Linked DNA regions of Mus musculus: region 1 is linked to region 2. A link is a contact called in public Hi-C data. All regions are on one chromosome and are shown on one strand. Each heading gives the region's core, a stretch centred on a gene start, on an enhancer-like site or on the middle of the called end of the contact. The rest is flanking DNA. Distances are from core to core; before and after follow the strand shown. Region 1 has its middle 30 kb from the start of Gm33647. Region 2 overlaps Gm39833 (a long non-coding RNA gene).

Region 1 (6,604 bases), core at 3,638-6,137, 200 kb before region 2:
AGGAAACATGCAGGCCTCAGGCTCGTGATCGGCTGAAAGACAGTTTCTAAAAATCTGAACTACAAACTGGCACTGGGAACGCACAACCAGCGTGGTCTAACCATGCCTCGAGCAGAGAATAAGAGACTTGTTCTAGGTGGGGATTCCATGCAAACAGATTCCACAGATCTTCTACAGAAGACCTCAGCTGTGTTCGAGCTGATAAGCCATTCAAACACGCTCTCAATCATAAGGTACATCTAGACTTCAGGGCTGTTTTAGATGGGAGAGTGTGTGTATTAGACTTAAAGGAACACAGCAGCCAGGTTTTACAAAGAATGAGATAGTACCGGTCTAGACTACTCTGAAGGTGTTGATTAGTGTTATCCACATGTTAGTATCAGAAATCCTGAAGCAAGTCTGGCTCACAGGTACCTCTGGGATGTGGCTTCACGCCTATGTCTGGTTTCCATTCAGACTGTTTTGCCAATATGGCAGTAGCACACAGCTCTAGAGGGTGAGTAATTGTCCCTGCCCAGAGCTCAGGTCAGACTTTTTTGATCTAACATGAAAGGGTATATCCACCGGAAGTCAGCTTTGATAGAAAAGGACTTGCTTTCAATCTTCTAGTTTTAACAAAACAAAGTAAGGTACTTTCTAGTTTTTCTTATTAGCTTCCACCCAACACAGTATTACAATATATACTGTGTGAGACAGGCGATTCCTTTGGTTTAAATATATAGATTATGTGGGCATGATTAATTGCTACTGAGGGCAGAGAAAGTTTTATGGGATTTTTAAAAATAGATACAATATAACTAGGAATCATTACAGTTTTTTCTTTTTCATTTGTGGAAACTCCATTCTTAATAGACACTTGGATCCAGGTCTTTTTTTCTTATGCTAACATTTCATCCCTAGCTTGGGTCCTTCGGCTCTATGGACCATTTCTGGAAACCATTTGAGATACCAAAACATGGCTGACTGACTTAACTGTTTGTAAACAAATACAGAGAGATTGGAAGAGGGAAAGAATACAAAAGTTAGACATATTATAAATAAATACTCTTCAAATTTCTTGTGGGTCAGCTGGGCTGACACACTAGTACATTCTCTTGTGGTATTTGCCAGCTGTTTTCCAAGTTCACCCTCATGTCCAACTCAAAGCATCCTTTCCTCCAAATGCCAAAGATGCAGAATCCAGAACCCCTATGAGGATCTATCTCCAATGCCTGAGACTTCTTCATCCATCAGTCTCGCCCCATGTCTCTGAGATTTCTGCCCACACAGAGCTTCTGAACACTGAGAGACAGGCGTGGGGCTGGCTTCTAAGCTCATTTCTCTAGCAGGTTGTAGTTTCTTCATGGGTCACTTCACCAGATTCACAACCCAGGGCTTTGTAGGTGCACAACTGATCGCCACCTCCTTAGAGACCCTCCGTCTTTAAAGTGTCATTAATTTTAGAATCTATATGAGCGCCTTCTGTTTTCTCTGAGGGCCTTACTGGCAAGCCTACTGCTGGCTCTCGCACAAGTATATAAATTCAGGAGCAATTCCGCAGAGACACCAGTTACTATAAGCTAACGTGTATAATTATAGGATGCACACGTCTCAGTGTAACACTGCAAGGGATTAACACCTTTCAAAAAAATAAAACCTAAAGAATATAAAGCTGATCTCTCGGCGCACAGACAAAACAATGGAAATTGGGCTTCTCGGAACCACGTCGCATGTCTGGAAAGGGAGGACGACAATGGAGACTCGGAACAAAAGACTCTTGGCCAGCACCAGCTGCACCTGAAGCTCAGTGATGAAATGATGTTAAGTATGGTTTCATTGGAGTATGACACTCACTCCAGAGCCAAGATGGGAAACCCGTACAGACACGACTGTTGTGCGGGTGTCGACGAAGACTCAAGCTGGTGTTCTGCTTGGAATAGCTGCACATCACACTCCCCAAATATTATTCTCTCAACCGAATTTATTTTTACTTTCTAGCATATGTTAATCAACAATTTCAAATTGTCAGTATAAAACAGCAACATCACTCCCCACACGGCAGAGTGCATATTATTTTCCTGATTACATGAAATGGATATTTGTAGATGGAATTTATTCTGTTTAGCAACTACATTAACTTATCACTGTCCTTTTATTCTTATTGTTTATTCTACCAGGAAATATACTCATGCCTAGCTATATATTTTAACAGATTTGCATACATATGAATTCCTGGATCGGAGCCTGCCTTGCGTAAATATTTAATAAGGGGTAATGATAGCCATCATCGTGACTGTCATTGTTGTTGTTATTAGTAACAATGTCCTTCCGTTAATAAATTCTAATTGTACCATGATCTATACCTGCTGGGAAGTTCCCTCAGCTGTGTAGGATTTATTTCTAGTGTTCAGTCTTACAAAGTGGAATTCTAAATTGAAGTAGTGTGTGTGTGTGTGTGTGTGTGTGTGTGTGTGTGTGTGTGTGTGTGTGTGTATGTGTGTGTATATATATGTGTGTGTGTGTGTGTGTGTGTGTGTGTGTGTGTGTGTGTGTGTGTATAAAATTTGGTTTACCTGAATGGGTCTGCAGACAGTGTATCCCATCAAAACGGGCTGGAAAACATAGATCCCAGTATGCAGTACTGGGAAGTGCAGCCAAGTGGAAGGTAATAGGATCACAAGAACAGAGCCTCAGAGTCAGGATGCCTTCCTCCAAAGAGTGGGCTAGCTCTGGAGAGTGGGCTAGCTCTGGAGAGTGGGCTAGCTCTGGAGAGTGGGCTAGCTCTGGAGAGTGCGCTAGCTGTGGCAGGGATTAAACACCTTTCTTTCTCTTCCACTTACTAATCAAGTACTTCTAGCCATAGAGCTGTGAGAAAAAGCATCTCTGTGGCCAGTGCCACAGAGCCAGCGGTATTTTGCTCTGACAGTCTGAACACAAGACACACAGGCCCTGTCCTGCTTCTTTCTTCTCCTATTCCCAAACAAACACCACTGCCCACCACTGTTGTCATCTTCCAGAACTGTTCACAAGTGTCATCTCATCCATAAAGGATGTTTTATTTCCCCTGGACAAAAACTAGGGTTACTGTCTGCTTCTTCCAGAGGCATCTCTCCGGAAGCCATCTTTGACTTCCGTCTTGGATTAGTGATGTTAGTCGTTATGTTCCATTCCAGCCACGCTGTATTGTGGTCTCTCTCTCTCTCTCACACACACAGAGACTATGCTTTCCCAATTCTAAATGATCAATATGCCTCCTTAAAAGTATCACTGCACAGATCTTTATCATAATTTAATGGTGATGTGATTAAACCCAAGAATGGCTTCTCAGACCCATCCATATCTACTTCATTCGATGTCTGCATCAACACAGCCTTCGAAAGAAGCGGTGCACAGTCGTCTCAATATCTGCATAGAAGATGAGGTAGAAAATGCACAACTGATGCATAGCCTTCTATATGTGTAAAGGTATGCCTGACAGATCACTACATTTTCAGTCATAGCTGGATCACTAGTCTGGTGACTCAGAATCGCATGGAAAAGGTAGCAATCCAACATGATCTCTTACTCAAAAGAACAACACTTACCATGAAGAAAAAAAAGTCACTTAATCCAATGAAGCTGAAAACACAATGTCACCAGATACAGAATTCAGATGCATATAAACTGGTCACTCTGATTTGCTAAGATTAGCACCCTTTAATAACAACAAAAGGAGAACCAAAAGGAGAGATTTCTACAAAGCAACCATTTTTTTAAATTAGGATTTTTTTCAGTAAAAGAGAAAATATTAATTTATGAGAGATTATTTTTAAAGTTTACAGAAAATATCACAATCAGCTTTCTTCTACATTATAAAAAAATTAATACTAGAAAGAGATGTTTGAAATTATTTATTTCCTTGAAAAAAAATAAACCAGTTGGAATTCATAAATATGCATGGCTGTATATGCAATACTGTACCCTAAACACATAAAGGTACAATTAAAGATAGTTTAGCAATTGTTTATTTAAAGGCTATTTGGATCAACAGAGTGATCTTTTTTGACTGACAGCCAGTACTCCAAAGTCCCTCCTTCACGCTCACAAGTACCTTCAAATCCTTGTCCTGAATATTTTTTTGTCTAACTCAAGATAGACTTTCACATCTTTTGATGAGATTTTGAGAAGTTGGGGGTGGGGGCTTTATAATATAGAAAAATCAAAGGATAAAACATGATTTATAATATAGACTCTAAATTGTGAGTTTCAGGACAGATAGAGGGAAGCAAACAGGCAACTTTAACATGTAAAGTTACATGTATGAGGTAATTTTTTAATAGTTTGAAGTGCTCTGCCAGGGCCAGCATATACATCACATATTCTCCCATTTGTGAGCAGTGGTCATTTGTGTTGCACACACAACAGGAACACTTTGTATTCAGCCACTCAAACCTCTCTAATATCATGCTTAACACACTTCCTGATGTCAGACAACAGAATAGAAACTGGAGGCAGAAACAGCTGGAGCCACTGGCTCTAGGGGCCTGGGGTGAGCTCAGATCATCCTGGTACTGAGTCGGCTTTTGGTCTTTCCATGTCAGACAACAGAGCCATGCTTCATGTTGGTGTCAATATAAACTATTTTTCAGAACTACAAAGCCAAACACCCCTGAGAAACTGAAAGGAAAGATACTTTAGGGAAAACGCAATAGGTACATTAAAAATATATATTTATATTTCTGGACAACAGAACTATAAATCAATCCCTTATGTATTTCCACCCTTCCCCCAAATGACTAAATAAATCATGCTCATTGTATGGTTTCCCCCTATTGTCGCCATCAACATCAAGGACTTTTCCCTTCTGGGCTAACTGTAATGGTAAGTTGGTCTAATCTAACTTCTTAAACATGGCGTGGACTGCAACTGGCCAGTGGTTGGTTTCACTTTCAGCTCTCATATCATTCCAGCTCTTTTCAGAGAAACCATGGCAGGAAGACCCAGGAAGCATTCTTTTGTATTATTTCCCAGCATTATTTTCCAAAAAAATCCATCTTGTAATTAATTTAAACACTCTCCTATGTTGAGCTCAGCTTAAAGAAAATTGCATAGGCTCAGTTGCACACAAAATAAAAGTACTACATTCTTTGACAGAGAAATAATTCACTTTTGGCGATCCCTTTATTGTTGCTATCTTTAGCTTCTATGGGGACTTATGTGAAAAAAAAATCCAGCGTGCACTTGGAATTCCACATCAAGGTTCTGCATTCCTGTTTATGTTAAGAGTTCCAAGAATGATCACGTGTGCACGCTGGCCCCCCTTGGGCAGGGCTAGCATGAAAGGCCGTTCAACCACGTTGTTTAATTGTATATAGTCCAGCACTAGGCAACTCTCCAAACCTTACTGTAAACATTGTGCAAGGTCTGTGAGTTCTGCTACACAATGGAGTTCGGGCTTTGTACAGTTAACTTCAAGTGGCAGTTCACTTCTCTTCAGGGTTTTAGACCCCGTTAGCCATCACCAGTACACACTGCTTTGCCACAAACCAGCTGGCATTTAGGAAATCAGAAACTTAGAAATTGATGCTCTGCTCCAAGGGTATCATTCCCCCCCATCCCCCACACCCCAAGTGCACCGACTTGGCACAGGATTTAGGGTTTAGTTTCAAAGCTAAAGGGGAAGGCAATCTATCACAGATTCTCCTGTTAAGGTTGGAAACAGAACAGAGCCGAATGAGGAATTCTGAACACTGGCCGCCCAAGATGGAATTAAGTGTACTGGCTATAATGTCAGAGCAACCTCAAGATTTTGTTAATTTGATGGAACTATTATTTTAAACTGTTCAAAGAAGAAAGAAAGAAAGAAAGAAAGAAAGAAAGAAAGAAAGAAAGAAAGAAAGAAAGAAAGAAAGAGAAGTCACGTTTCTATACACTGTTGAACTCCACACTGGCTTCTGAGCTTTTGATTAGGAGGGAGAGGAAGGCAGAGAACATAGGGTAAGAGGTAGCACATTCCTACCCTTGAGTTTAGAAGAATGTGCCTCATTTACTGTTCAAAGGACACTGTTTATACATTCCAGACTTCCATCTTATAATTGCGCCAGGATTTGTAAAAAGGAAATCTCAGCAGGGCAGAGAAATTATTCAAAGCAATAGCTGCACATAATTGGTATAAAATACCCGAACAGTCTGCTCTGAAAACTCTCTTTCTCAGCGACGCACATTTACACCCCCTCAACTCTCTTTCAATATTCAAAGAGTTTGACTACTTCTCTTCTGGAGCTTGCATCTTTTCTTCCTTTCTTTCCTACAATGACTTTTTAAATGTTTTGTAAGTAGAATATAATGACATCATTTCCCCCTTCTCTTTTAATCCCTCCCCTCCATCCATCCCATGCACCTCTTTCTCTTTCTCAAATTCATGGCCTCTTTTTCTTTAGTTGTTACAAATGTCTATTCCTAAATATATGCAACCTTCTCATCTATGCAACATCTATTCCTAAATGCAATCTTCTCAGTGTGTTCACTGTCACCTGTGTGCAGATGATCTCAGAGCTGACCACTTGGTATTGGATTGCCAACTGGAAGGGTCTCCCCTAAGGAAGATCATCCCCTCCCCCCCTCCCCCCCCTCCACTCTTAAGTTG
Region 2 (7,239 bases), core at 585-3,084:
AAAAAAGTCAAGAAGGCATGTCTACACAATAGAATAATAGAATACTACACAAAACCCTGTAAGTGTGGTGAGGTGGTGAGTGATCAGACACATAGGATGTGGGGGTGTGGGGGGGGGAGAGGGAGGGAGAGAGGGAGGAAGGGAAGCAGAGAAGGAGATAAGGAGATAAGAAGGAGGGAATGCAGGGTAGAGGGGGGAAGGGAAGGGAAGGGAAGACTCAGAGGCGGCTCTGGAGTCTGAGATTGTCACACAGATTGTCACACAGACAGACAGAATGATAGCAACGTTGGCAGAAATGAGGAAGCCATGAGGACTCTCTGGTTTAGAGGAGAAAGCTTTTCTATGAATCTTAAATACTGGTGTTGGAGCCTAGCATTGAATATCAAGTAAAAATGTTAGAAAGGAAGTCAAATACTAAATACAGCTTCCACTTCCCCTTCTGCTAGTCTTTCCTCAAATACATGGTCAGCTTGTATAACTACGGGTGGGTTTTAGTGCTTGCTTTTCATAACATTTGAGTAAGTAGGTCAGTACTACCTACTTTGTAGATAAGAATCTCTTCTGCAGCCCCTGAAACCAACCCTCCACTTATTGCCTTATGGGAACATTTGACTTCCTAAGGATCCTATCACTATAGATATTGTCCCCAATCCCCTCTTCCTTTGGCTTCCCTACTGTTGCCTATAACCAAGGCTATCAGCCAGCTTTCTTTCCTTACACTGAAGCTTCATTTCCCTATTTATTCCTCCAGTCTCTCTGATGGCATTTAAAAATTATCCAGGTCTGATTCCTCTTCTCTTCTCTTCTCTTCTCTTCTCTTCTCTTCTCTTCTCTTCTCTTCTCTTCTCTTTCTTCTCTTCTCTTCTCTTCTCTTCTCTTCTCTTCTCTTCTCTTCTCTTCTCTTCTCCCCTCCCCTCCCCTCCCCTCCCCTCCCCTCCTTCTCTCTTTTCCTCTCCCCTCCCCTCCCCTTCCCCCACCCCCTCTCTCCTCTTTGTTACTGGGATGCTCTGTATATAACTAACTGTATGATACTTACAGTAAGTCTAAGGGAAGGTTGACCTTTTTTTATTACACACACACACACACACACGATAGCCTTCCTAGGAAACTGAGAAATGATATTTTAGCATCTCAGGAAAAAAAAAAGCCTCATCTAGAACCCCACAGGATAAACCCAACCACCAGATGCATGCCATCTATACCAAACACTGAGGACTTTTCTGCTGAATGTCGCAGTCCTTGTTGCTTCCTGATGCCCCATAGATGGTTGCTCTCCCTTTCCTTGCCTATATTCCAGTCTGCATCTCGTGGCCCTTGTGACTCCTATGCCTTCTAATGTAGACCATCTAAAAGAAAGAAAAACATGCCAGTACCCAGTGAATCCGGGTAAGGAGATGTTAACTTGGTCTGAGGGTGCTGTATCATTCCAGTGGATGACTTTTGGAGTTGTTTTCTTCTGGGGGCCTCCTGGTGCACATCCCCCTCCTGTTCCCTCTGGACAGCTGATTGTGCCCTGAGTGCTCTTGCTTCCCCGTTCTGGTTCCCTGTGTGCTTCTGCTTGCCAGAGTGTTCCTTTTATCCCCTTTGGTTTAATTGCCATGCAAAACCCTCTGTTGAGCTTTTAATTAGCAAGTTATCCCAGTCTGAAAACTGGAAACCCTGGGCTCTTTCGGCATATATTAAACAAGCTAAAATATGAAATTAAAGAAAACAGAGTTTTAGCCAACAGAAACAAGTGACTCATTTCCTTGTGAAAACACACTGGGTTTATGTTACTCTGGCAACAGGATTCCGGAATAGCGTCCTCCTCTCCCCCGTTTGGAGACTTTATGTGTTTCTGCTACAGTCAGTGTTCCACGGTGACCTAATGTTGAACCAAGTCTCTGGGTGAGTCACGAGGCGCAAGAGCAGTGGATTTTCTTTGAGATAGCGCATGCCCTGTCCCTTTGACCAAAGGAAGGAAAGTTTACTTTGTACAAGTGTAAAAGGATCCTAGGAACTCTCGGCCAGGGCTGCTCTGGGACAGAAGTGTGGTCCTGCTGTTACTCTCAAAACACCACCATCCCTTCTAATGTGTTTGAATTCCAAGTGCCTGTTGTTCTAAAGACAGCTGATTAAATCATAACGTACAACCTGTGTGCGCACCACATGGGGAAATGAAGATTTAGAGATTCACTGCACAAGACTCCAGATGTTTCTCGGGATTCACATCATGGGCGGGAACTTCCCGGTGCTTAGGGTCAAAATTTCGACCTACACCACTCCAAATCTCTACAGCAAAAATGTGCTGTGCAAAGCGGCTGCAGTAGCTCTCCTCGGCGAGTTTTTCGGTGCTCCGAGGCTCTTGAGAGGAAGTGAAGAGCGTCTTCAATTTATCAAGCTCTCGCTGCTTGGGATTTTAAGTTTCCAGAAGTTTTGTGAACAGCTTTAGGCATTGGCTGGATAGTCAGGAAAGTGTAACCATTAGGATGAGCTAAGAGTATGTGAAGAGTTTTAGTTTCCCCCCAGTTGCTACCAACTGTCTGCAAAGGAGAAGTCCAGCTTTTCTCAGTTCTGTTTCCCTCCCCATAAACTGTCTTCCCAGTTCTCCTGGATTTGTGGAGAAGGAACACAGTAAACAAACTAGGATTAGACTGGACATTGGGAGAGCATGGGGAGGGATGATTTAGTGACAATGTATACTGCATATCTTATTCCTATATGATGTCAATTTATGAAAAGAAATGCCGGGGAAGAAAGCTGCATAGGTAGCAGAAGACAGCCTAGTTGGCCATCACTGGGAAGAGAGGCCTCTTGGTTTTGCAAACATTATATGCCTCAGTACAGGGGAATGCCAGGGCCAAGAAGCAGGAGTGAGTGGGTGAGGGTATAGGGAACTTTCGGGATAGCATTTGAAATGTATATAAAGAAAATATCAAATAAATAAATAAATAAATAAATAAATAAATAAAATATGCTATGCTATGCTCTGCATGAGCTTTATAGTCAAATCAGGGAAATGTAAATTGTAATGATGAAGAAATAAAAACTATTGCTCAAAGGGAAAAACAAAAGAAATATTAGAGAAAGAATTCAAGTTGAGATAGAGGAGGTTGATTATTTTGGTTTTTTGTTCTGCCTTTTCTTTGAAACTTAGGAAGAAAGCTCCAGTGATATTTATTATATATAATAGAAACAGATGGTAGGGAGACAAAGAAGACGGTTGTTTTTTTCAAGACAGGGTTTCTCTGTGTAGCTCTGGCTGACCTGGAACCTGCTCTGTAGAGGAGGCTGGCCTCAAACTCAGAGACTGGCCTGCCTCTGCCTCCAGAGTACAGGGATTAAAGGTGTACGCCATCACGACCTGGCAATGCAGAAGGTTTTAAGGAGAGCTGGAGGCTCACATCCTCATTGTTAGAATAGAAGTAGAAGCAAAGGACTTCACCTCCAAAACTACACCTGTCTGCCGAGACTATGTCATCTAAACCATGATGCTGCTCTAACAATGAGCTGATGAAGCCATGACATTGTAAAACAACGCCAGATGTTGTTGTTAGTGATAGCAGATGCCTGCAATTGCAGGTGGATGCAAAAGAGTTAGGAGTTGAAGGCCAGTCTGGGCTATATGACACCATGTCTAAGTAAGTAAATAAATATCAATTACATGTGACCCTTCCTGGATCAATCTATCCATCCATCCATCCATCCATCCATCCATCCATCCATCCATCCATCCATCCATTGATTAATCCACTGATCGATCCATCCATCTGCCCATCCATCCATCCATCCATCCATCCATCCATCCATCCATCCATCCAAACAAATATAGCATGACAGAGCTATGAAGTTATTCTTACTGAATTAGTAGTCTCAACTTTTGGCGAATGTTTGGCAGAAATTCTTTTCTCTCTTTTTTACATTTCTTTTGTGCAGCCAAATACCAAGATGGAAAGCAAAAGATAATTTAGGTCAGCGCTGCTGTGTGAAGTGGCCCTGGTGAGCAGAGCCTTTCTCTCCAGTGCAAACAAATGAACAGCACCGGGGAAACATTCGCTTCTCATCAGCCCATTCTGACGTTTCACGTTTTGCTTCTTTTAAAATAAATAAATGTATTTGCATTTTTAAACTGCAAGTTATGTTTTTCCCCCAAATATCAACTCTGTGGGGGGTATTTTAAAAAGTAGTTCATCTGTTATGTGTTGGACTCGTGAGACTAAAATTACAAATCCCCTGTAGGAATACTAATACAGATTTTCTTGTTTGAAGTGAACAGTAACCTGAAGCGATTGCAAAATGGTTTCCATTTATTCAACGAGAGATTGAGAAGGCTCAGCTCTCTGCACGGAGTGATGAAGTAGGTCTCCCATGTTGTGGACTGTCATTCTTTAACCGCTAATGGACCACATCTGCAAACATCTGTGTGACAGTTTGCATATATTTCAAAGTTACTAGGTAAAATATTGAATGTAATGGCCACAAGAAGCATACCTTCAGACATTGACGTGGCAGTGATCACTGGCCTTTATGTGGGCATTTCCTAGCGTGTGTATCAGTGATGGGATGCAGCATTATTGTTAGAAAAGGATAAAGGAAAACTGTCAGATTCTCCAGCTCTGTTCTGCATAAATATTAAGTTTCATTAGAAGTTGTGCTTTTGCAAACTTAGAAGAAATTTTTTATTCCATAAAAAAATGTTTGTAGGAGAATAAATTCTGGGGCAAGCTCCAAAATGATAGAGATCAAAAAAGCTTTCATTAGTTAAAATATTCAAATTGTATATAATAAATACTTACAACATAAGATTTATTAATTTAACTACATTAAGTGAGTATTTCAGGGCTATTAGGTATACCCATAATTCTGTGTGACTAATCTTCAGAACTCCTTTCATCTTGTAAAGTTGAAATTTTGCATCCATTAAGCATCTACATGCCCCCCCCCCCCCCCCACCTCCTACTTCAAGCTCCTGGTAAGAACCTCTCAACCTTTGGTCACAACAAATGGACTGTTCGTGAGACTTGATACATGCAAAATTGCGGAACTGGTCTTTTTGTGACTTACTTTTTCACCTAGCATAACATTCTTAGAGTTTGTCCATGTTTACCAAGTGCAAAATGTATTCCTTATACTGAATTGTATTCTTTCCCTTTTATATGGCTTCATCCATCTATGGATACCTAGGTAGCTTTGTGCTATGGGGTTACAAGTATGTGTTCAAGACTTTACTCAGAAGTTCAACTAATAGCTCATAATATAATTCTATTACTGAATTTCAGAGTGTCCACCATATTATTTAACACATTGGCTGTGGGAAAATTTGCCATCTTCACCAGGTATAAAAGCTCCAATTTCCCTACATCCTTTTCTGCACTTTTTGGTTTCTGTTTCTTTGATCCTAGCCGTCGTAATTGTTGTGAGGTGGTTACTTCAACTAAGTCCAAATACTGACAATTTTAATCAGAGAAAAATATAATAGATATAGGTGTGTAAAATTGCTATAGTGAAGCCCTTTATATGCTAACTTAAACGTTAATTTAAAATAATTAGAAAGTTAGAATCTTGACTGTTGCACACATAGGAAAACCTTCCATTCAGATCTTTCTTGCTATCTTTACTCAGTTTATCTGTTCTTTTTTTTTTAAACTAATTTTTTGAACTTTTTTGCTTTTTAAAATTATTTATTCTTATTTTATATTCTTTCCTCATATATTATATCCTGACTGCAATTTCCCCTCCCACTCTTCCCCCAGCCTCTCCTCCTGCCTCCCCTCTCTCCCCTGGATTTGCCCCTGCTCTATTTCCCCTCAGAAAAGAGCAGAGCTTCCAGGGTCATCACATCACAGGCTACAACACATGCTGTCTCATCAAGGCTAGACAGGGCAGCCCAGTAGGGAAAAAAAGGGTCTCACAAGTAGACAAGAGTGAGAGACAGACCTATTCCCCCATTAGGAGTCCCCACAGAACACCAAGCTACTCAGCTATAACATATATGCAGAAGACCTAGGTCAGACCTAGGTCTCCCTGGTCTCTGCAAGTTCCCATGAGTCCCTGTAAGTTGATGTTATGGGCCGTGTTCTCATGGTTTGTGCCGAACTCTTCAGGGTTCTCAAATCCTTCTTCCTCATGATCTGTAGAACTCCCCGAGCTCTGCCTAATGTTTGATTGTGGTACTCTGCATCTGCTCTCATCAGTCGCTGGGAGAAGTCTCTCTGTTCTCTTTGATACTGATCTGCTAGGCTCTGATCTCAGAATACTATGCAGGCAGGACAAACTTTAGGTTGAAGGTTTTCAAGGCTAGGTTGGTGTACCAACCCCTCCATTTGAAGCCTTTCCTGGTTATAGAATACAGTCAATTCAGGCTCCATATCACTTACTACTAAGAGTCTTTGCTAAGGCTACTCCCATAGATCCCATGGTGTTTCTATTGTACCTTGCCCACAAAATGCTCCCTAATTTGAATAATTTCTTCCAGTATCCCTACCCTGCCACCTAATCTTTTGTATTCCCAAACTGCCATCCTCCAATCCACCCTAGAAATCTATTCTATTTCCCCTTCCACAGTGACACACTTCCTCCACCAAGCCCACACCTACTCCACCAAGGCCAAACCTCCCAATAGCACAACTCCCTGGTCCAAGCATATTCAAAACGCTACACCCTTCTTGTTGCTTAGCCTCTCTGGGTCTGTGGACTGTAGCATGATTGTCTTTTACTTTACATGTAATATCCACTTATACATGAGTGCATACCATTTTTCTCTTTCTGGGTTGGGTTACTTCACTCAGGATGATTTTTTTCTAGTTCTATCCATTTGACTGTAAATTTCATGATGTCATTATTTTTATCAGCTGAGTAATACTCCATTGTTTAAATAAATCACTTTTTTTTCTAGACAGTGTTTCTCTTTGTAGCCCTGGCTGTCCTTGAACTCACTCTGTAGACCAGGCTGCCCCGAACTCGTAAATCCTCCTGCCTCTGCCTCCCAAGTGCTGGGATTAAAGTTGTGCACCACCACTGGTCAGTGGTTTAGAGGTTTAGATTATTGACTGCTCTTCAAGACGTCCTGAGTTCAAATCCCAGCAACCACATGGTTGCTCACAACCATCTGTGATGAGATCTGATGCCCTATTCTGGTGTGTCTAAACCACATTTTTTTTATCCATTCTTCAGGTGATGGAAATCTCTGTTGTTTCCAGTTTCTGGCTATTAAGAATAAAGCTATGAACATAGTTGGGCAAGTGTCCTTCATATGGAAAA

What was found. A called contact is a pair of places that touch in the nucleus more often than the background predicts.
Region 1: a contact with region 2 is called in a Hi-C map of muscle stem cells, with 3 times the contacts expected there. The contact joins two enhancer-like sites. A contact is called at or near these places in 3 of 484 Hi-C or Micro-C datasets (the N1E-115 cell line, muscle stem cells and peritoneal macrophages).

The regions. Positions count from the first base shown.
Region 1 is chr2:60,935,259-60,941,862 of GRCm38.p6, forward strand. It overlaps a transcript of Rbms1 not described here. Among named protein-coding and RNA genes, the nearest start is that of Gm33647, 30 kb to the right of the region's middle. Within about 2 kb of position 4,888, at least 99 of the 459 cell types and tissues checked have an H3K27ac peak or open chromatin away from gene starts, as enhancers often do. A contact at or near this core is called in muscle stem cells, where this site is marked.
Region 2 is chr2:61,137,272-61,144,510 of GRCm38.p6, forward strand. All of the region lies in intron 2 of Gm39833 (a long non-coding RNA gene), which reads left to right. Among named protein-coding and RNA genes, the nearest start is that of Gm39833, 13 kb to the left of the region's middle. Within about 2 kb of position 1,835, at least 164 of the 459 cell types and tissues checked have an H3K27ac peak or open chromatin away from gene starts, as enhancers often do. A contact at or near this core is called in muscle stem cells, where this site is marked.